Linked DNA regions of Mus musculus: regions 2, 3, 4, 5, 6 and 7 are each linked to region 1. A link is a contact called in public HiChIP or PLAC-seq and promoter capture Hi-C data. All regions are on one chromosome and are shown on one strand. Each heading gives the region's core, a stretch centred on a gene start, on an enhancer-like site or on the middle of the called end of the contact. The rest is flanking DNA. Distances are from core to core; before and after follow the strand shown. Region 1 holds the start of Ube2z (ubiquitin-conjugating enzyme E2Z). Region 2 holds the start of Scrn2 (secernin 2). Region 3 holds the start of Tac4 (tachykinin 4). Region 4 holds the start of Copz2 (coatomer protein complex, subunit zeta 2). Region 5 holds the start of Cbx1 (chromobox 1). Region 6 overlaps Skap1 (src family associated phosphoprotein 1). Region 7 holds the start of Spop (speckle-type BTB/POZ protein).

What was found. Promoter capture Hi-C pulls out the DNA fragments that hold promoters and counts their contacts. HiChIP or PLAC-seq counts read pairs in DNA pulled down with a chosen protein or histone mark. Capture Hi-C pulls out chosen DNA fragments and counts their contacts.
Region 2: a promoter capture Hi-C map of adipose tissue shows a contact between it and region 1, with 4 times the contacts expected there. The contact joins the promoter of Scrn2 here to the promoter of Ube2z in region 1. A contact is called at or near these places in 1 of 484 Hi-C or Micro-C datasets (B cells), 3 of 115 datasets of contacts at active chromatin or transcription factors (astrocytes, embryonic forebrain and microglia) and 1 of 9 other capture datasets (adipose tissue).
Region 3: a contact with region 1 is called in a promoter capture Hi-C map of adipose tissue, with 2.2 times the contacts expected there. The contact joins the promoter of Tac4 here to the promoter of Ube2z in region 1. A contact is called at or near these places in 1 of 39 promoter capture datasets (pre-B cells), 4 of 115 datasets of contacts at active chromatin or transcription factors (astrocytes, bone marrow-derived macrophages, large pre-B cells and 1 more) and 1 of 9 other capture datasets (adipose tissue).
Region 4: a contact with region 1 is called in a promoter capture Hi-C map of adipose tissue, with 2.5 times the contacts expected there. The contact joins the promoter of Copz2 here to the promoter of Ube2z in region 1. A contact is called at or near these places in 6 of 39 promoter capture datasets (the 3T3-L1 cell line, the C10 cell line, hippocampal neurons and 2 more), 1 of 484 Hi-C or Micro-C datasets (cortical neurons), 5 of 115 datasets of contacts at active chromatin or transcription factors (astrocytes, bone marrow-derived macrophages, embryonic forebrain and 2 more) and 2 of 9 other capture datasets (adipose tissue and pancreatic islet).
Region 5: a contact with region 1 is called in an HNF4G HiChIP or PLAC-seq map of pancreatic cancer cells. The contact joins the promoter of Cbx1 here to the promoter of Ube2z in region 1. A contact is called at or near these places in 4 of 39 promoter capture datasets (the 3T3-L1 cell line, the C10 cell line, the HPC-7 cell line and 1 more), 7 of 115 datasets of contacts at active chromatin or transcription factors (cardiomyocytes, embryonic stem cells, large pre-B cells and 2 more) and 2 of 9 other capture datasets (adipose tissue and macrophages).
Region 6: a contact with region 1 is called in a promoter capture Hi-C map of hippocampal neurons, with 4 times the contacts expected there. The contact joins the enhancer-like site here to the promoter of Ube2z in region 1. A contact is called at or near these places in 2 of 39 promoter capture datasets (the C10 cell line and hippocampal neurons), 3 of 115 datasets of contacts at active chromatin or transcription factors (bone marrow-derived macrophages, embryonic forebrain and neural tube) and 1 of 9 other capture datasets (adipose tissue).
Region 7: a promoter capture Hi-C map of erythroid cells shows a contact between it and region 1, with 8 times the contacts expected there. The contact joins the promoter of Spop here to the promoter of Ube2z in region 1. A contact is called at or near these places in 3 of 39 promoter capture datasets (the C10 cell line, erythroid cells and pre-B cells) and 2 of 115 datasets of contacts at active chromatin or transcription factors (bone marrow-derived macrophages and memory CD8 T cells).

Annotation. Positions count from the first base shown.
Region 1 is chr11:96,064,037-96,066,666 of GRCm38.p6, forward strand. It overlaps Ube2z (ubiquitin-conjugating enzyme E2Z), which reads right to left and starts at 1,328. Exons shown (of 7, transcript NM_172300.3): 1 at 916-1,328. The coding sequence starts at 1,238.
Region 2 is chr11:97,028,610-97,031,239 of GRCm38.p6, forward strand. Scrn2 (secernin 2) reads left to right here and starts at 1,343. Exons shown (of 8, transcript NM_146027.2): 1 at 1,343-1,446; 2 at 1,807-1,980; 3 at 2,271-2,452. The coding sequence starts at 1,807.
Region 3 is chr11:95,260,197-95,262,826 of GRCm38.p6, forward strand. It overlaps Tac4 (tachykinin 4), which reads left to right and starts at 1,333. Exons shown (of 4, transcript NM_053093.2): 1 at 1,333-1,623. The coding sequence starts at 1,504.
Region 4 is chr11:96,848,540-96,851,169 of GRCm38.p6, forward strand. It overlaps Copz2 (coatomer protein complex, subunit zeta 2), which reads left to right and starts at 1,337. Exons shown (of 9, transcript NM_019877.2): 1 at 1,337-1,457; 2 at 2,134-2,202. The coding sequence starts at 1,356. It overlaps Mir152 (microRNA 152), which reads left to right and starts at 1,854; the gene lies at 1,854-1,926.
Region 5 is chr11:96,787,851-96,790,480 of GRCm38.p6, forward strand. Cbx1 (chromobox 1) reads left to right here and starts at 1,285. Exons shown (of 5, transcript NM_001362560.1): 1 at 1,285-1,503.
Region 6 is chr11:96,740,923-96,743,552 of GRCm38.p6, forward strand. All of the region lies in intron 10 of Skap1 (src family associated phosphoprotein 1), which reads left to right. Among named protein-coding and RNA genes, the nearest start is that of Snx11, 35 kb to the right of the region's middle. Within about 2 kb of position 1,294, at least 18 of the 459 cell types and tissues checked have an H3K27ac peak or open chromatin away from gene starts, as enhancers often do. A contact at or near this core is called in hippocampal neurons, where this site is marked.
Region 7 is chr11:95,412,781-95,415,410 of GRCm38.p6, forward strand. Spop (speckle-type BTB/POZ protein) reads left to right here and starts at 1,303. Exons shown (of 10, transcript NM_001359107.1): 1 at 1,303-1,624.

The sequences.
Region 1 (2,630 bases), core at 78-2,577:
AAGTTTCAAAATTAATAGCTCAACAGTCTTATCTTTTGCCATGCAATTGGTACCATACTAAGTGAGCACTTTTGCAAAACATATTTATCTATGAAGTGATACGATCTAAGATCGGTCACCCAAGACACAAGCACAGACAGGCCCTAGGCCTTTTGTTCCTGTATTTGAAGGGAGTACATCTGCTTTACAAAAGTAAACCAGACAACCTTGGGGGTAAATAATAGGAAAAAAGTTCTTGACTAAGATGTTACAATCCAGAGTGATAGTGAGAGATGGTAGGAACGCAGAGTTTCAGGGACAGGTGTGAGGGACAGTTTTGGGGTGATTGGAAAGGGGGTTCAAGAAATGATCTGGAAAGTCAGGGAGGCTCTCTAGACCCGTGGAAAGGGCCATATGGTGGGGAAACGAGGTAAGGAAAGGTAAAAAGGAAGACTGACTCGAGTCTGCAACTGGGCAATGCAGGTAGAGGATGTTCCAAGCGGGGACTCCAGAAGAGATGGAGAACTGATGGGTGGGGCCTGAGGGCAGCCTTTAGGTAAGCTGGTGGGGTAGGTTAGAGGGGAAGTGCGAAGGGCGGGACCGAGCGTTACAGAAGAGCAAAAGGGTCAGGTTTCGGGTGAACGGGAGGGGGTAGGGATAAGGCATCCGGAACGGAGCTGCAGGGCTCACCGGAGGTCGCTAAGGGGCGGGGTAGGCCCGAGGGCAATCGCGGATCTGTTTGGGCTGTAGGGCCGGGCGCTGAGAGGGCGGGAGGGAGGGAAAGGGCGACACTTAAGGCCCCCGTCAGTAGAGAGGCCCGCAGGGTTTGGGCCTGGAAGACGTGAGGCGGGAGAGAGCCCCGATGGGGAAAGGTGGGGGGCGGGGAAGGTCGAGCCCTGGAGCTCCGGGGTGAGGGAGGAAAAACCCCCGGCTCACCGCTTAATCCGAAGTAGACACTGTGGCGCGGTTCGCTCGCCGTCCCAGTCCGAGCTGAGCGTGGGGTCCCAATGGCTAAGCAGCGCGGCCCCGTGGGCAGCGGCCGAGGGCGGGAGTCCTGGCAGCGGAGCCAGGCCGCTCCCCGGTCCCCCGGCCCCGCCCGCCGCCGCCGCCGCCGCCCACACATCCGGCAGAAAAGGCGGCCCGAACCCGCCGCCGCTCCCGCTAACGCCGACCACACCGGCAACACCACTCGACCCTGGGCCCGCCGCCCCGGCGCCAGCCGTCGCCGTCGCCGCCTCCTCAGTCGGACTCTCCGCCATCGCTGCTTCGCTTCCGGGACTGCTCAGCAGCACGTCCGCCGACCAGAGCGGCCGCTGCTCCCGCACCACCGAGAGCCGGGCCAGAGTGTCCCCACCCTCGGCTTCCCCAGCCCGGGTGGCGCTGGCTCCGCCCACCTCCGCCCGGACCAGCGAGAGGCGTGCTGCCAGAGCGTCCACCCACGGTCCTCCAGAGCGGGGGGCGGGGGCTAGCGGACTAGCTGGCGCTCCAGGCCAGCGCAGATTCTGCGCCCCGCTGGAGATGCTGGTAGCCTTCCATGGTTAAAGGTTTTATGTTGGGAGAGTTGATGTCGGAGAAGACAGTTCAAAGAAGATGGAGAGACCCACAGCTTCTCTTTTAAAGGGAGGGACCATCGATGTTCAATCCTAGGGTAGGACTAAGGTCCACCTTCCCTGTAGGGCAATCGAAAGAAGAGCTTGAGTAGTTTAGGGCCCTTCACATCCCTACGGCTCTGTGCTGTATCATGTCTGGTCTTCTCCCCCATCGACTACTATTGTCGCCTGACTGCGGATGGACTAAGAGGAAGAACGGAATCAGAACGTGCGAATAAAAGACCACCTCATTTGAGTTTATTCGATATTTATTTATGAAGGGCATACTAAAGGCCAGGAGCTGTTGCTAGGCATTGCCCTGGAGATAATGACACAGAAGTTGACAGCTTGGTAGAAGTCAAGCATCAGGCTTGATTCCAAGCTCAGTACCTTTTCTACCCGCTAATCCTGGAGTTACGGGTTTGAAATTCTCAATTTCTTAGAACTATATTGAGATTTGTAATACGAAAATTAACTCTGACTAAGGGGAAAAGACCTTAACCTTGTTCTACTGACAGGAATATGAGTCTGTGTGTGTGTTTGCTAACTGTAGGAAAACCAGAGGTACCGCATGACTGAGAATTTACACAACCCTTTCAGCTGGTCTGAGACAACATCCGAAACAAACACATTGATACTCTATAGCAAAGTGTATGAATAGTTTTTGAGACAAGGTTTCCAATATGTAGCTGCTTACCTCAGCCTTCTTAGTGCTGAGATGACCGGCATAAGCCACCACACCCAATGAAATATTCATATTAACTTTAGTACATTTATGAAGATTCATTCTAGAACAAACAGCCAGAGCCTCACTTTGGATCTTGTTTTTTTTTTTTTTTCTTCTTCTTTTCCTCCCGAAGAAGCCTGGCTCCTGTGGTGGCACAGCTCGTAAGCTAAGCACTAGAGAGGTTGAGGAATGATGAGGGAACTATCGTACATAAATAGTTGAGGCCACAAATTGAGTTCAAGGCAATCTGGGCAACAAAGGGACACCCTGTCTCAAAACACAAAAACCAACAAGTGAAGAGCCTGCGTTCTGGACATTTGTGCGTTTTCTCAAAT
Region 2 (2,630 bases), core at 93-2,592, 960 kb after region 1:
CCTTCATCCGAGGCCCTGACTCAGAGAAGAAGATGGAGCACAACCGAGGAAGACACCCAGTGCTGACCTCTAGTCTGCACAAAGGCACACCTACATGGTGGTGTGCACTTGCACACATGTATGTATACACACAGATAGTCTCTCAAAGTTGTAAAATATGTACAACAATGACAACAAAACGAGGTGCACAGCTCAAAAGATATGGCATCTAAGGTTGAAAATAAAAAAGGGGAGGCTGGAGAGATGGCTCAACGTTAAGAGCACCAACTGTTCTCCCAGAGGTCCTGAGTTCAAATCCCAGCAACCATATGGTGGCTCACAACCATCTGTAATGAGATCCGATGTCCTCTTCTGCTGTGTCTGAAGACAGCTACAGTGTACTCATATACAATAAATAAATCTTTAATAAAAAAAATAAAAAAGGGACCAGAAGGATGGTTCAGAAGTTCAGAGTGACGATTGATCTTGCAGAAGACCTGAGTTTGGTTCCCACCACCCATGCCAGGCAGCTCACAACCATCTGTGATTTCAGCTTCAAGGGATAGATCACCCTCTTCTGGCTTCTGTGGGCACATGCCTTCCCCTACATGTAATCCCCACACACATATTTACAAAATTTAGAAAAAAAACTTATTTTATGCGTTTTGATGTTTTGCCTGTATGTGTGCCTGCCTGAGCATCACATGTGTGTCTGGAGTCCATGGAGACCAGAGAGAGCATCAGGTTCACTGAAACGAATTACAAACAGCTGTGAGCTGATACTCGAACCCATGTTCTCCTCAACGGCAGCTTTGAAGCACCCAGTTATCTCTCTAGCCTATAAAAATACAAATTTTAAAAATTAGTAAAATAAGTGCCAGGCGGTGGTGGTGCACGCCTTTAATCCCAGCACTTGGGAGGCAGAGGCAGGCGGATCTCTGTGAGTTTGAGGTTAAGCTATTCTACAGAGCAAGTTTCATGACAACCAGAGCTACACAAAGAAACCCTGTCTCTAAAAAACAAAACACAAAAACAGTAATAAAATAAACAATACCGTAATTTATGAAATTCAAGTCAGGAAGCAGGTAGTGAAAGTTTTCCCTTAATCTCTAGAACTCCCAGCAGTGTTGGCTACTTTATGCATTCTTTCTTTTCACTAGGGCTTCTTTTCTCCTTCAGCTCCACCTCCTGTTAATGACTCTTATCTGATAAGGCTGTAGAGAAAGCCCGGGACTCTTAAGCAGGATTTGAAAGGTCTCTCAGCTCTAAGAAGTGGTGCTAGCTAGCGCGCACCCTCGTGGAAGACGGTGACATTGCAGGTGTCCTGTGCCGGTGCCGGCCCCGCCCCCGGGGACAAAGGCCTTCCAGGTCACCTACCAGAGAACCTGGGTCCAGGGGAACAGATCTGACCTGAAGAGGAGGAAGTGGCGCCCGGAACCGAGCCTGGGGGTCTTGGATGCAGAGAGGGTGAGAGACCGAGGCACTGAGGACTTGGAAAGGGGTGGACGGAAGAGGCGCGTGAATGTGGGCATGCGCAGGAGCGTGGGATTCTTGGAGCCAGCTTTAGTGCCTAGAAACTACCCTGTAAGTCAGCCTGGAAGGGCTAGGACTCCAAAACAGACGCTCTTAACTTGCAGAGTTTGCTCTGTCGCCTGACTCCAAGCCAAGTGCATTGTTAGTGCACACCACGCTTTGACAACAGTGCTGTTGTCCCAGAGCGTCAGGCTTCTCAGAGTGCACACGTGGGGAGGAGAGTGCCCTGCACCCCACCGGTGGCCAAGACTGTGGAGAGGTTTGAGGGACATGAACATCTCCACTTCTTCGCAGATGGCGTCGTCGAGCCCCGATGCCCCTTGTTCCTGCGACTGTTTTGTCTCTGTGCCCCCGGCCTCAGCCATCCCAGCTGTAATCTTTGCAAAGAACTCAGACCGGCCCCGAGATGAGGTGCAGGAGGTGGTGTTTATACCAGCAGGCACTCACGTCCCTGGGAGCCGGCTTCAGGTGGGTTAGGACTTAGAAGGAGCTGGAAGGTTGAGACGTTATTCCCAGACCTTCGTTTTCTTGCTCCTGGGACGGGAGCAGATGGAGTGGAACGAGTACGGAGTTCCAGTCCACCAACCTGGACCCTTGAGTGGAGTTAGCTTCTGCTAACTCGGTTTACTTATGTGTGACCTGAGAATAAGACCTTTCTCAGGGCCATTTAAAGTGGCTGACAAAGGGTCCGGGCAGTGTAAGTTCTGGGTCTTTTTTTTTTTTTCACTGAATTCTTCCTCTCTCTTCTTTACCTCCAGTGTACCTATATCGAGGTGGAACAGGTGGGGAAGACACACGCTGTGATTCTGAGCCGCCCCTCTTGGCTGTGGGGAGCTGAGATGGGGGCCAACGAGCTTGGTGTCTGCATTGGAAACGAAGCAGTGTGGACCAAAGAGCCTGTGGGGCAGGGGGAAGCCCTGCTGGGTATGGACCTGCTCAGGTAGAGAGCTGCTCTTCAGTGCCCCACTTCCTCCCACCTAGCCTGAGTCTATTGGGCTTGTCTCTGTTGGCCTTGCCCTTGAGGCCTTTCTAAGGCGGCTGCAGTCTTATATCTTCCTAGTCTGATAAAGGACCTCCCTTGGCCTAGAGTGCTTTAATTTTTTTTTCAGTACTTTTTG
Region 3 (2,630 bases), core at 83-2,582, 800 kb before region 1:
AGTCAGGTGCCATCAAGAAAAATATACACCAGGGTGGGTGTAATTCAAGAGAGTCAGGGCAGAGTGTGGAGGTCCAAATTATGGCCCCATCACTAAACTTCCCTCCTGTAGCGGAGAGAGGAGAGAGGAGGAGAGACTCCTCACAGACTAAAGTTAATCTATCTGTGCCTATGGTGGGAAGGCTACCTCCTATTCCAGAGCCCATGCTGGGATCCTCAGGCTAGCCTATAGCGAGTCTGACCTGCCTGTTTGCACATCTGTAAAAGATGTTCAGCCTGGCCTGAACCAGGGAATCTGCATTTTAGCATGTCCTAGTATTCTGAAACAACCCCTATTGCAGCGCACCACAGGTTTCTGGCGTTGAGGTTAGACACAGTGTCTTCTTCATCTTCCCATCCAGTCCCAATAATAGTAATAATAACAATAGTTAGCCAGACAAGCATGGGGACACTAGCCTAGCACTTGGGAGACAGGTAAATCTCTGAGTTCCAGGCCAGCCTTGTCTACAAAGCAAGTTCCTGGACAGCCATGACTACACAGAGAAACTCTTATCTCAAGAAAAAAAATAACATTAACAATAGTTAATGGACATTAAATATAGACATCCCACTCTGTGCTGAATGTCCCATGTGCACTATCTTATTTGTCCCCAGCCTTTGGTCCTAGGGCATAGAGGGGTTAAGTAATAGCCAGAGGATCACATAGCTATTCAACGATGATGCTACAGTTGACAGGATGGATGAACGGATGGCCAGGCCGAGAGGGAGGAGCTGAACAGAGAATGAGTTTGTAGTTTGTAGAAGAGTGTGATATGGAAGCACACAGGCTACAAGCAGAAGGGACAAGTGTGGTTCCGTGTTAGAAGGCCACGGAAAAAGTGGAAAATCACTGTGGGTCAGTAGCTGACATTGGGGTTCGGAAGCCATTTTTCTGGCAAATCTCATTTTCCACTTGTAAGAAGCCTCGTTTTTGTTTTTTTTTTAGGGCTGGCACTTTCCAGGGCAGGCAGTGTGTTCTCAGCACTGATGGAGAGAGAGGATGGGAAGAGTACAGAGAAAGAAGAGATGGGGTGGGAGTGGCCGATCAGCAGTGACAGACAGGAAGTGCAGGAAGGAAGCACCATACCGCCCTCTCTCTTCCCATGGGGGTTGTCATCCCTGGCAAGCTGTAACCTCCAGGTCCCACATACTGTGCCATTGTGCACCTGTCACAGGAGGGAACTCTGCCAAAGGGAAGGCTGGTATTGCATCAGTGTTAAGCCTTGGGATCAAATGTTGGGGTGGCAATGGGGAGGTCTAGGCTCCTGATGTCACTGGCTCTATCAGCCAAGGAGAGAGGCTGTCCCATGAAGCAGTGCAAAGGTGGGGTGAGGCATAGGAAGGAAGCAGAGAGTCTAGGACACATCTCAGCCACATACAAGTGGCCCCGTGGGGACCGGAGCCTGCTGGAGGAGGTGGCATCAGGCTGAGTGGGGCTCCCTGGACAGAGAGGCACCTGCTCACCATGTTGCCTCTCCTTGCCCTGCTTCTCCTGATCGGGCCATCAGTGTGCACTACAGCAGGAGACAGAGAGGAACTGGCTTTTGGTGCAGAGGCAGAGTCCTGGGTGACCGTGAACCTGAAGGTACCTTTCTGAGATGGTGACCCATGATGGAAGGCTGGGAGATTCCTTCTAAGGCAGCCAGGATAGCAGAGTGCATTCTCCTAAGCACTTTAATGGCAAGACAGACTGGCCAACTCTGCTGGATGGGGAGGGTCAAGCCTTGATCTGTCCAACTACCAGGGGAGCGTTTGGCTTATACACGTGAGAGCAACAATGTGTGCTGTATAGATGGAAACATTTAGTTAGCACCTACTGTGTTCCTGGTACTGTCCTAACTGCCTTATGAAAAGTAGCCTATTTCAACCTCATGGGGAAAATGTCATTGCTATCCCATTTCACAGATAAGAAAACCGAGGTACAGAGAGGTCACAGAGCTTCTTTAAAGTGAATTGCCTCAAAAGCACAGCTTCTACTTTAGCTAGGTTCTGGTTCTATGTATATTTGAATTGGAGATTGTTTTCCAGAATTTCTTTTCAAGTGACCAACTGGAACAGGATTGCTATTTTGCCTCATACAAGGAACTAACTGCCTTTGCCTCCTGACAAACACTGGTGTTTGACAATGGTAGCGTCTACCACCCTCCTGCATACTGTTACTGGGAAGAAACAGTTTTTAAGGAATTATTTATTTTATGTATATGAATACACTGTTGCTGTCTTCAGACACACCAGAAGATCCCATTATAGGTGGTTGTGAGCTACTATGTGATTGCTGGAAATTGAACTCAGGACCTCTGGAAGAGCAGTCAGTGCTCTTAACCACTAAGCCATGTTACCAGCCTGGAAGAAATCTTAAAGTTGGAGCCCCAACCCTACTCTGAGATCCAGTATCCCTGACCTGCGTGAAGACCCTGACCTTGGAGCTCCCAGTACCTCCTCGGGGAACCACTGGTAGTCAGGGAAGATTGAACTGGAGGGTAACAGGAACCTGTGTCCCCACAGTCCCAGGATGGAAAGGACACTGCTCAGTTTGGTGTATGGTGCTTAGCCATGTGAGGTCCCTGGAAGTTCTTAGAATTGAGAGGTTAG
Region 4 (2,630 bases), core at 87-2,586, 780 kb after region 1:
TCATCAATAATTACTAAGTAAAATAAAAGCGTAAACAAAAGGATCAGTAAGAGTAATTGTTAAAAAACAAAAAAAGGTGAAAGTTGGAAAGAGAAGTCTTAAGCAGAAGGAAGTCTGGTGTGAGCGACTGTGATGTTCTACACTGAGGCTGTCAAGGGCAGAATGGGAAAACCCGTGGAACCCTCCTACCCAACTAATTAGCCCAACCAGCTTGAAAAGGTCACACGAAGTCTGACTCCTCTCAATGGGTATGTCTGAAAACACCTCCCTAGGCACGGTGACTTCTGACATACAATGAGAGCGCTGGCTCGAGTATAAGACACATCTGTCAGTGTTGTGAATGGCTGGCTGCCCAAGCACCAGTAACTACCTCACTGTATGTGGTCATACTCTGGCCGGGTTAGTCCACAGGCTCAAGCTGGACTTCAGGTGTGTTGTGACCCTACTGGCTTCATCCACCTCTGGGTCTTGAAAAATGTCTGGCGGAGGTGTCCTTCAGCCCATGGTTCTTTTCCCCAGGTACTATGAGGGGAAGCGGGGAACTCTTCCGAGTGGAGAGGTCTCACTGACAGGCTCTGTCTTGAGATCAAAAAGGTGACTTGAGGAGCTGGAGAGATGGCTCAGTGGTTAAGAGCCCTGGCTGCTCTTCCAGAGGTCCTGAATTCTATTCCCAGCAACCACATGGTGGCTCACAACTATCTATAATGGGATCTGATGCCCTCTTCTGGTGTGTCTGAAGACAGCGACAGTGTACTCACATTAAAAAAAAAAAAAAAATCTCAAAAATTAAAAAAAAGAGAGTTCTTCAGCACTCGGGAGGCAGAGGGAGGCGGATTTCTGAGTTCGAGGCCAGCTTGGTCTACAAAGTGAGTTCCAGGACAGCCAGGGCTGTATAGAGAAACCTTGACTCGAAAAACCAAAAAAAAAAAAAAAAGAGAGAGAGAGAGAGAGTTCTTTTTTAAAAAAGTGACTTGAACTATTTGTTCCAATGATACCTACTAGGAGGTCCTGAGGACAAAGTGAACCTAAACTGAAATTTGGGCTGTCCCAGAACAGCCACATGGAGACCTCTGTGCACCAAAGCCACAGGCGCCCTAGGCCAGAAGAGGCAGTAAGTGGGAAGAAAAGAGTAGGCTCTGGTTCACCTGAAAGACTGGGAGGTGCACAGAGGAGCCCAGAGGGAAGAATCCAAGTAGGGAGACGAGGTTCTGCAACGACGTGGGGGTCGGGCAGAAAGCTCGCCCAGAGAGAGAGGACGCACACAGAGGCCAGCCACGCAGGACTGGGCGGAGGGGCGGCGTCGCGGGGGGCGGGCACGGGGCGGGGCGGCGCTGTCAGTGCAGGCAGCGAGCGGAATGCAGCGGCCGGAGGCCTGGCCACGTCCGCACCCGGGGGAGGGGGCCTCAGCCGCCCAAGCCGGGGGCGCAGCGCCGCCCACCCGAGCCACGGAACAGCGGGTAGGGAGCACGGAGTGTGGGGTCCAGGGGCAGCAGGATCGGTGGTCGGGGGCAACTGATTTACCTCGGGCTTCTAAGCTGGGAACTTTGTGCCACCACTGCCCAGCCCCGGAGAGGGAGCCCGGGCCCAGGAAGGGGAGAAAAAGTTTGTCCTGGAGCGCACGGGCGAGGAGGCCTTGCCTGAGTGGAGTGTCGCAGGAGGGGCTGAAGTTCTGGGGAACTCGCCGCAGTTATAACCGACTTGGGTGGCCGGGATGGAAGCGAGATTCTGGCGGGACGAGGGAGGAGTGGGAGTGGCGAGGTGGTCTGGTTGGGTTCCCTTGCTCCAGAATGATGGCCGCGCGCATCTGGAACTGGGGGTCAGCTGGACATAAGGAGGCTCGTCGCCGCTGTTCCCCGGGCCTAGGTTCTGTGATACACTCCGACTCGGGCTCTGGAGCAGTCAGTGCATGACAGAACTTGGGCCCGGTAGGACCTTCTGCACCCAGCGGACTCAGCGCCCACTCCTCGGACCTGCAGTGAAACATCTGTCTGGGAGTGGAGTGGGCACCGGAAATGGTCCATGTGGCACGGGGTTGGGCTGGAACCAGCTATGGGTTGGGGATTAGCTGGCTCCATAGAGCCCTGACTCGGTGTCCACTTTGAGTCAGGGGTTCCTTTCCCTTGTCACTTTCAGGAACCTTCTCTCTACACCATCAAGGCTGTCTTCATCTTAGATAATGACGGGCGAAGGCTGCTGGCCAAGGTAACCCCTCCCCGCTGGAACCTCGAAGACAGTGCCATATGTCCAAGACAAGCGGTCCCCACCCAGCCCTTTTAACTCCACCTATAGGAGAAACTCTGCATTTTGGGTGGCAGAACAGCCCAGCTTAGATTCTCTAGAGGTCACTTTGTCCACACTATGCTTTATCAGTCTAACAGCGAGGGGCTGGGTGCGTGAGTGGGGATCCCTTCGGTTTCTTTCTCATGTTCCCTGGCGAGTCTTCTCCTTGTCCTTGTCCTGGCCAGCTGCATCCTTGGCGTGGGACGCTCCACCAAAGGGATCAGTGGATAGTTGAGCCTGCGTCCTAGGGATCTGAGTTCCTAATCCGAGTAGACAAAGTCGCCTATGTGTATTTCAGCTAGGTAAACACGAAGGACTTAGCATAATAATGTAGTAGAATCAGGTGCGAT
Region 5 (2,630 bases), core at 35-2,534, 720 kb after region 1:
CTGGCCTTGGAAAGTTTGATCAGTTCTATTATCAGTTGGACATCTCAGTTATTCACTTAATCACATATTCAAGGAATTTTTACCAATAAATACTGAGAGTCAAAACGTGACCTTGTGGCCGGGCGTGGTGGCGCACAACTTTAATCCCAGCACTCGAGGCAGAGGCAGGCCGATTTCTGAGTTTGAGGCCAGCCTGGTCTACAAACTGAGTTTTGAGAGAAACCCTGTCTCAAAAAAACAAACAAAAACAAACCAACCAACCAACCAAACAAACAAACAACCAAAATGACCTTGTCCTTGCTAGAAACAAACACCAAGGATCCTGAGTGTCGTGGACACAATGAGTCATATGAAGCGTCTGTCCTTACTGGAGTTCCTAGTTCAACAATTAGCAGCAACCTACCTGAATCAGAGTAGCACCCGTGTTAAAGAATGACAGCCCAGCCGTGGTTTTTGCTTAATTCCGTTTCTTTAGACTAACTTGATAAAGGATGTTCACAGAGATGGAGAAATCCCCATGAAAGTCACCCACCGGCAAGGGCAATAAAGGGAAAACTTTGAATGTGGTGGTCTGTGTTTGTAATACTCGGCATTTGGGAAGTGAAAACAGGTAGATCAGACTTCCTTGAGACCCTGTCCACTCAACAGAACCAACAACCAAAAATAAAACAAGAATAGAGAGGGAAGGAAGGGGAAAGAAAAAAAGCAAATTCAGAAAGTGTCGATGGTGTCTACCTAGACGGTTAATCTACTGCTTTCTGAATGGAGCAGTGATTCAAACTGAGAGGTAGGAACCCCAGTCAGGTGGCAATAATAGGTAAGATTGCTGGACATTATTGAAGGTGATTTGATAAATCTCAGGTGACGAATACAATATTTTTCTTTTAAACGCAAACGGACCAAACATCAACGGGCTAGTTTCCAAACCTGCAGTGTCCTACTTTTGTAGACTGAGTAAGGAATACCAGCACGCGCCTGGAATCCAGCACTTTGACATTTGAAGCAAAAAGAAAGGCCACGAGTTCGAAGCCACCTGGGCTGCGTATCCTGTTATTAAACAAACAAACCCCACCACTACCCATCAATTTCCTAGACTGTAGAGTTATGTTCTAAGTAACAGTCGACTTCGCCTTTCCAGTCAAAAAAGAAAACAAAACTACGAAAACTCCCTACAATCCTTGAAAGTGGAGGTGGGCGGCGCGGGATTCGCGCGGTACTTTGGGATCTGTAGTTTCTGGCCGACTCTTAATCCCAAGGTGCCCTGCGGCGGGTCGTCGCGTCTGCGCAGTGCAGGCGGCGGGCCGCGCAGAGTGAGAGGCTCTTTTGTTCGGCTGAGGGGAGGGCCGTTAGCGGGGCCTGCGGTACGCCGCTTCAGCGGGACGGTCGACTTGTGGCCACACGGCTCTTTGCTCCTCTGGGCGCGCTACTCCCCTCGGACCGCCCGACGCAACGCGCGAGTAGCGCGGCACCGATTCCTCTCGGACTCTCGGGCGCTGCTACGAGGTGAAGAGGCGGGCTGGAGGCGGGGTGTGTGGGGGGAGGGGACGCGGCAACGGCGGGAGGCCGCGGACCAGCGCGGGCCGCTAACGGAAGAGCGGAGACCGAGGAATGGGGGGCGCGCCCCGGCCCAGCGCCCGCCGGGTCCGCTTCCCGCGCAGAGCTCGCGGGTTGCGGGAGTGTGGAGAGGGCGGGGCAGCGAATCCAGAGCCCGGGAGCCGAGTGGTTCGCGATGAGCGGAGCCAGCGGAGGGTTAGCTTTTCAAGAACTGGACCAAGAGCGTTTGACCCGAGTGAGGGACTCTAGAGTTGGGCGGGAGAAAGAAAACTTTGGGACGTCCATAAGGGGGACAGGTGCTTTTGGGTGTGCGTGGCAGGGACCACGACTTCGTACTCTCGAGGTTTAGAAATGTAACCTGAGAAAGCGGACACGGTGGCAATCGCAAGCAACCCCCGTAGCACTTGGAGGAAAGAGAGAAAAAGTAACCTGAGGATATTGGGTCCAGTTGCCACTATCAGAGAAGTTTCTCTTGCCAGAGTTAAGAAGAAGTAACTTCCAATAAACTTGAACAGGAGGATTTGGGCAGCTCACGGTGTGCTAGCGGGGAAGAGATTTGTTGAATCCGTCTAGGGGTGGGGGTGGGGGGTCAGGCATTTTCTTGACCTTGTCTAAAAGTGGAGTTGCTGGGATAGGTAGGGTAGAAGTCTAGAGTGACTGGTCAAATGTGGAAGAAAATAAAGGGTCCCTGGGGATGTAACTTAGTTGGTAGAATGTTTGCCTAGCCCACTGCACAGGCCTGAATTCAATCCTCTGTACCTTATAAATTCGGGCTGGGCTTGATGGCATTCATGTAGCCCTTGGGAGCGGAAACAGGACGATCAGGAGTTTAAAGCCTTGCCTGGCCACCAGGGGAGTCAAGAAAGGGTGAAAAGGCCACTTTGTGCCTTGTAATGGGTCTTCAGTGTGAGTTGGGAGGCTGTGGAAGAACACGTGTAAGGCAAGACTCATCCAATGAAAGAGATCTGTTCTTTGTGCGTAAGCCTGGGGGCCTCAGTTTACCTCTCAGGATCCAGGTAAAGGTGGAAAGAGCGAGCAGACTTCACAGAATTGCCCTCTGAGCTACAAATTAGGGA
Region 6 (2,630 bases), core at 44-2,543, 680 kb after region 1:
GACATCTCAGGCAGAACTTGGACGTGGATTCCGGGAGGGTAGGCTCACTGCGCCGGTTCCCACCGTCTTCCTTACACCTTTTCCATCCATAAAATGTTCTCATGCCTGCCTGTTCTACCCTGTGGATGCTCACCACGGTTGCCTTCCCTTTTCATAAACGCATAGCATCTATCTTGCACGCACCCACCATCTATCTCCACGCTCACATCAGCTGTCCCCTCCACCTCCTTGTCTGCAGAATTATGTTCAGCAAAGTCCCGATTTATAGGAAATAAATAATGAAAATGGAAGGGACTGGGAAAGATAATCGAAACATTCAAATTGTTATTTTTCACTGCACTTTACACAAGCAGAGCATCTGTAAACACCTAGAGAAGGTGTCGTCTGGTCCCTAAAAAGCTATGCCTCCAGAATACCCTGACCAAGTCCGTCTCTGTCGGCATTGCTTCATCTCTGCTCCAACTCTCCTGCTCTTGGAGGCTCCCACCATCTGACCTTTTTAAAATGGTAATTCATACCCCGCTATTGTTGTCTTTCTATCTGATTCTTATTTATCCTGCGTATAATGGCGTGTTTGTCACCACTTACGCTCTGTAAGATAATTCTAAAGACAAACATAGCAGTCACCTTCTTAAAGAAAGAAAGAAAAAAAGTCCTTGTGGTGGCAGTATGAAGGTGTTCTGAGAATGGTCTCACAGCCCAGTCCTACAGCTAGGGTCTCCTGGAAGGAGGATTTCTTCTACACTTGTAATTATTTTAGCCCCTTTCACAGGTCACATAAAAAGTTAATTTCAATCGCTGCTAATTTCCGTCCAACAAGAGCACGGTACTTTAAACCACCCAAAATAATTGGATTCAAAACAAATTTAGGAAATTGAGTGTGTTAGAAAGCAAATAAAAATATCCTTTTGGTAGGGAGGCGGGGTGAAAGTAGTAAAAATGGCCTTTTTCCCCCTCTCTCCCTTCTTTCCCCTTCGCAACTTTGCCATTAAAGTTGCACCTACAGCTAGAAGTTTGTCCGTGAAAAATGGTCATTTTGTTTCTCTGCTCAAAGAATGTTATTAAAATGCTAATTTAAAAGAAAAAGGAGTTAAATATCTAGCGATGGTGCATTCTAATTGCAGCCATAATGAGCTCTCTAAATGTGCATGCCCCTGACACACACCAAGCATAAACAGCAGTAAACAGATCATTAGTACCCGCGTTCATTTATTCTGGCGACCTTACCATGACCCCACCGAGGGTAGGGTGAAAAGCAGGTGGATCTGGCTGTGACACCCCCTAGAGGGATCCAGGAAATGAAGCTATAAGCTGTTGTCATGGAAACGCCTATGTGTGCAGATGATGTAACACACCGACAGGCTGTAGGGCCCCCGCAACTGGGACGTTCGCCTTTCCCTCGCCGGAACAATCTTGAGGATTAAATTATTCATTTCTTTAATTCACAAAGCAAAAGGAATCCTAATTTTCTTGGTGATGTGCAACTCTCTCCCATTCATCTAGGGTCTAAAACACAGCGACTTGTCCCCTCTTTCACCGAACCCACATTCTAGTCCCAAATAGCTGAATTTGGCGAAATCAAGTGTGGAAATGCAGCAGGAATCCAACACTCAGTATCTGCACTACAAGGAAAGAAAACCTATGGGTTTCTGCCCAAATTTAAAATGTAAAGTGTCCTTTCCTGATTAGGGCACCTTGGGCAGGGATTAAATGTATACTGCTTTGTTTGTTGCAAAGCAGCAGAGTTAGCCCTGAGAACTACCAAGCCCAAATTCAATGCCATGAGAACGGAGAGCCACAGCCCCTAATGAGCACCTCACCCTAGCAAGGTGCAAAACAGAGATGAGAAACAAGCAGCTGCTCACCCCTCCCACGCTCAATTGAGAGAATGGAGATTAATAAATATAATTCTTTGGAGAATGATTCCACTCTGTCCTACCCTGTTTTGTACCAAACAACCTCAATAACCTTACAGCAACAATAGAATAACTTTTCTTCTTCTTCTTCTTCTTTTTTTTTTTTTTTTTTTTTTTTAAGGAAGCAGAAAAGACGATCTCTGGAAATTATTTTAAAATAAAAAATCTCCCAGCCTGTGCCTCCCTCCCGACCCCCCTCCCCATTGCACTTTAGATGAACCTGTGATATTGTAGCAATGGCCCTTGAAGTGCAGTGGGGAAGTGATTTAGGAGAATATTAAAGGCAATGTGGAGATTCAAGGCGCCTCTCTCAGGGAGATCTGGAGAAATACGCAGCACAGATGGGCCGAGCAGATTAAACATTTCCGTCACATTGTTTCCAAATTGTGTTGCGGTGCCTGAGGCTGGTACTGCGGTCAGAGCAAAACAGAGTGGCGGAGCTGCGAGCTGCACAGTTTATGGAATACATATTAATATGCCCGTCTCACATGGTATCACAATTCTATCAGCTCTGAAATGGGGCTGCCTCTATTGTTCCTGAATTCTGCACCGGGCACCTTGTTTCCTCCCGTCTGTAAATGTTTACCTTGCCTTTCCCCTCTCTCTGGTAGGTGAAGTGTAAGTTGTCTGCTCCATTCCTGGCTCTCTTTACAAACCTGCTTCTCTTTACCCCTCCCTCCATGATTTCTCTGTGGCCTCTGCTTGCACTGCACA
Region 7 (2,630 bases), core at 53-2,552, 650 kb before region 1:
GGTGCCAAGGAGCATGTGGCAAGAGATAGGAGCAGAGTCTCCTGGAGACTGTCCCAAGGCCTGGAAAGCAGTAGGGTGCCAGGAAGCAGCTCTCAATTAGGCTGCAACCCTGTTACCTCATGACCCACAGGGTCACTGGGTTGATCTCTCAGAGCTAGGTGTGTGCTTGATATGTGTATGCAAGAGGCAGTCTGCTTTTGCTTTTGAGAGCTTGATTCAGTAATAAAATATTTTCTTTTAAGTTTAAGGTAATCGAAGAATGTAACACAAAGATGACTGTTTTCTTCCAGGGCCAAGATGCTCTGAGACAATTCTACCCAACTCCAGAATCACTTTTGGTCCATGGGAGCTAAGACATGAGACAGACTGGGGACCCGGATGGCTTAGCCAAGGAATTGTCACAGAATCAGCTTCCTCTCCATTGGGTCTCTCTCTCTCTCTCTCTCTCTCTCTCTCTCTCTCTCTCTCTCTCTCACACACACACACACACACACACACACCCCTTCTGCCTTTCCCAGAAAGAACAGCTCTTTGGTTATTGTTGTCAAATGCTAATTTATTTAGTTTTCAAGACGCGGTATCACCTTGTAATTCTAGCTGACTGTGAACTCAGTAAGTAGACCAAGCTGGCCTTAAATTCACAGAGCTTCTCCTGCCTCTGCCTCCCGAGTTCTGGGGTTAAAGGTGTGCCTCACAGTACTCTAGCAAAGTACCTTATAAATGTTAGCATTTGCAGGCTAGGCTTATTGGACATGGATCTCTATGAATTTAAGGCCAGCCTGTCAACAAAGAGAGTGCTAGGTCAACCAATCCTATAGAGCAAGACCCTATTTCAAAAAATAAAACAAACTAAAACACATGTTAAAAGTTCTTTAAAAAGTATTTTAGCTGAGAGTTGCCTAAAAAAGAAAGTAAGAGCTAAGTCATCGGTAATCCACAAACTGCACAACTAGGTTTCAGTTGCGAAATGCCTGTTGCTGCTCCACCCACCCGGTCCCTGGATCTCAGCTTCCTTCCTCCATTCTGGCCTCGCACCTCAGCGCGAACTTCTGCGCGCTGCACGCGACCCCCTCCGAGTTCCCGCCTCTTTCCACTCTGGCTCCGCCTTCCGCCCAAATTCCCGGGCCCTGGCACCACCTCGCGACGCTTGCGCACTAGGGAAGGTAGGCGGAGTCTTAAAAGAGGAGGAGCTGGAGAGTCTTGAGCGGGACGGGGTGGGGCGGGGCAGGACGGGGCGGGGCGAGGCGGGGTGGGGCGGGGCGGGAAGCTGGGGGGAGGAGGCCGCGCGGGGTGGGGCCCGGCGGGTACGCGCTCGCTGCGTCGACGTGCTGACGACAGGACGCCCAGGCCGGTGTGTGTCGGTGTGTATGTGTGTGTGTGTGTGTGTGTATGTGTGTGTGTGTGTGTGTGTGTGGTGTGTGTGTGTGTGGTGTGTGTGTGTGTGTGGTGTGTGTGTGTGTATGTGTGTATGTGTGTGTGTGTATGTGTGTGTATGTGTTTGTATGTGTGTGCGCGCTCCAAGAGTGTATTTGTGTATCGGCGGTCCCGCAGGTCCCGGATGTTGCGGGCAGTATGAGGCGAGCGCAGGGGGACAGGGACCAGCAGCTGTCGCCGCCGTTCTCAGGTGAGTGTGTGTATGTGTGTGTCAAGAGTCGAAGAAGGGGTTGGCCTGTTGGGGTGCGGGGTTTTTCCTTGAGAAGTGACTAAACCCTCCCCCACAACACACACTTTTCCTAATGTACTATTCTCTGCCCCATTTCCTATGTTGGTTTCCTGGCCCGAGGAAGCCAGAGCCTAGTCAGCCGTCCGTTCTTCCTACCTCAAGCATTCTGGAAACACAAACGCGCCCCCTGCCTCCTGCCTCCCTCACCATCATATCCCCAACCCCATCCCCCTTGCCAAATAGTGAGCTGTCGCCTGCGGCGAGATGGGGAACTGCGCATGCTCGAATGTGAAGGAGCTCCGGGTGCCTGGTCGCTGCTTCAGGACGCATGCGCATTGCTGTTTTGCAGGGACCTGCGGGATAAAGAGCCCCTTGACCACGAGCCCGCCTTCTTCGCTAGACTTGCCACCCAATAGTGAGCTTGTCGCTCCGATCCGAGAGGGAGAATTTAAATTATGCGAGGGATTTAAGGACAAAGCACTATTTGCATCTGGTGTTGCCCTAGAGACTCCCAGGCTACCAACGCCTCCTAGAGCCAACGTGTCCCACGCTGACCCTTCTTTTTGAAACTTAACTGCTACTTCTACTTCTAGTATTACTTCCCTTTCCACCACTCCCGTCGTCATGCTGAAACCTTACTACAAACTTCCCCTAAGTTTAGGAGTAAGTCCAACTCGTTATTCTGGCAGGGGATTTTGATAGTCTTGTTAAAAAGGATTTGTTAAAAGGTCCATTAAAAAAGAAACTAAGGTGGGAATTTCTCTTTAGTAAAATTCTGAGTTGCCTTTACAGAGTAGCTAAGGAAGGGATAAGTGCCACACACAGACTTGAGGTAACAACAAAACAGAAATCAAGCTGTCAATCAGTAGCTTCATTTCAGCCCTTTTACTTAGTGGGACCTTTTTGGTTCATTGTGTGTGTGTGTGTAAGTTCTTCCATAGCGTTTCAGTTTAGTTATACATTTAGT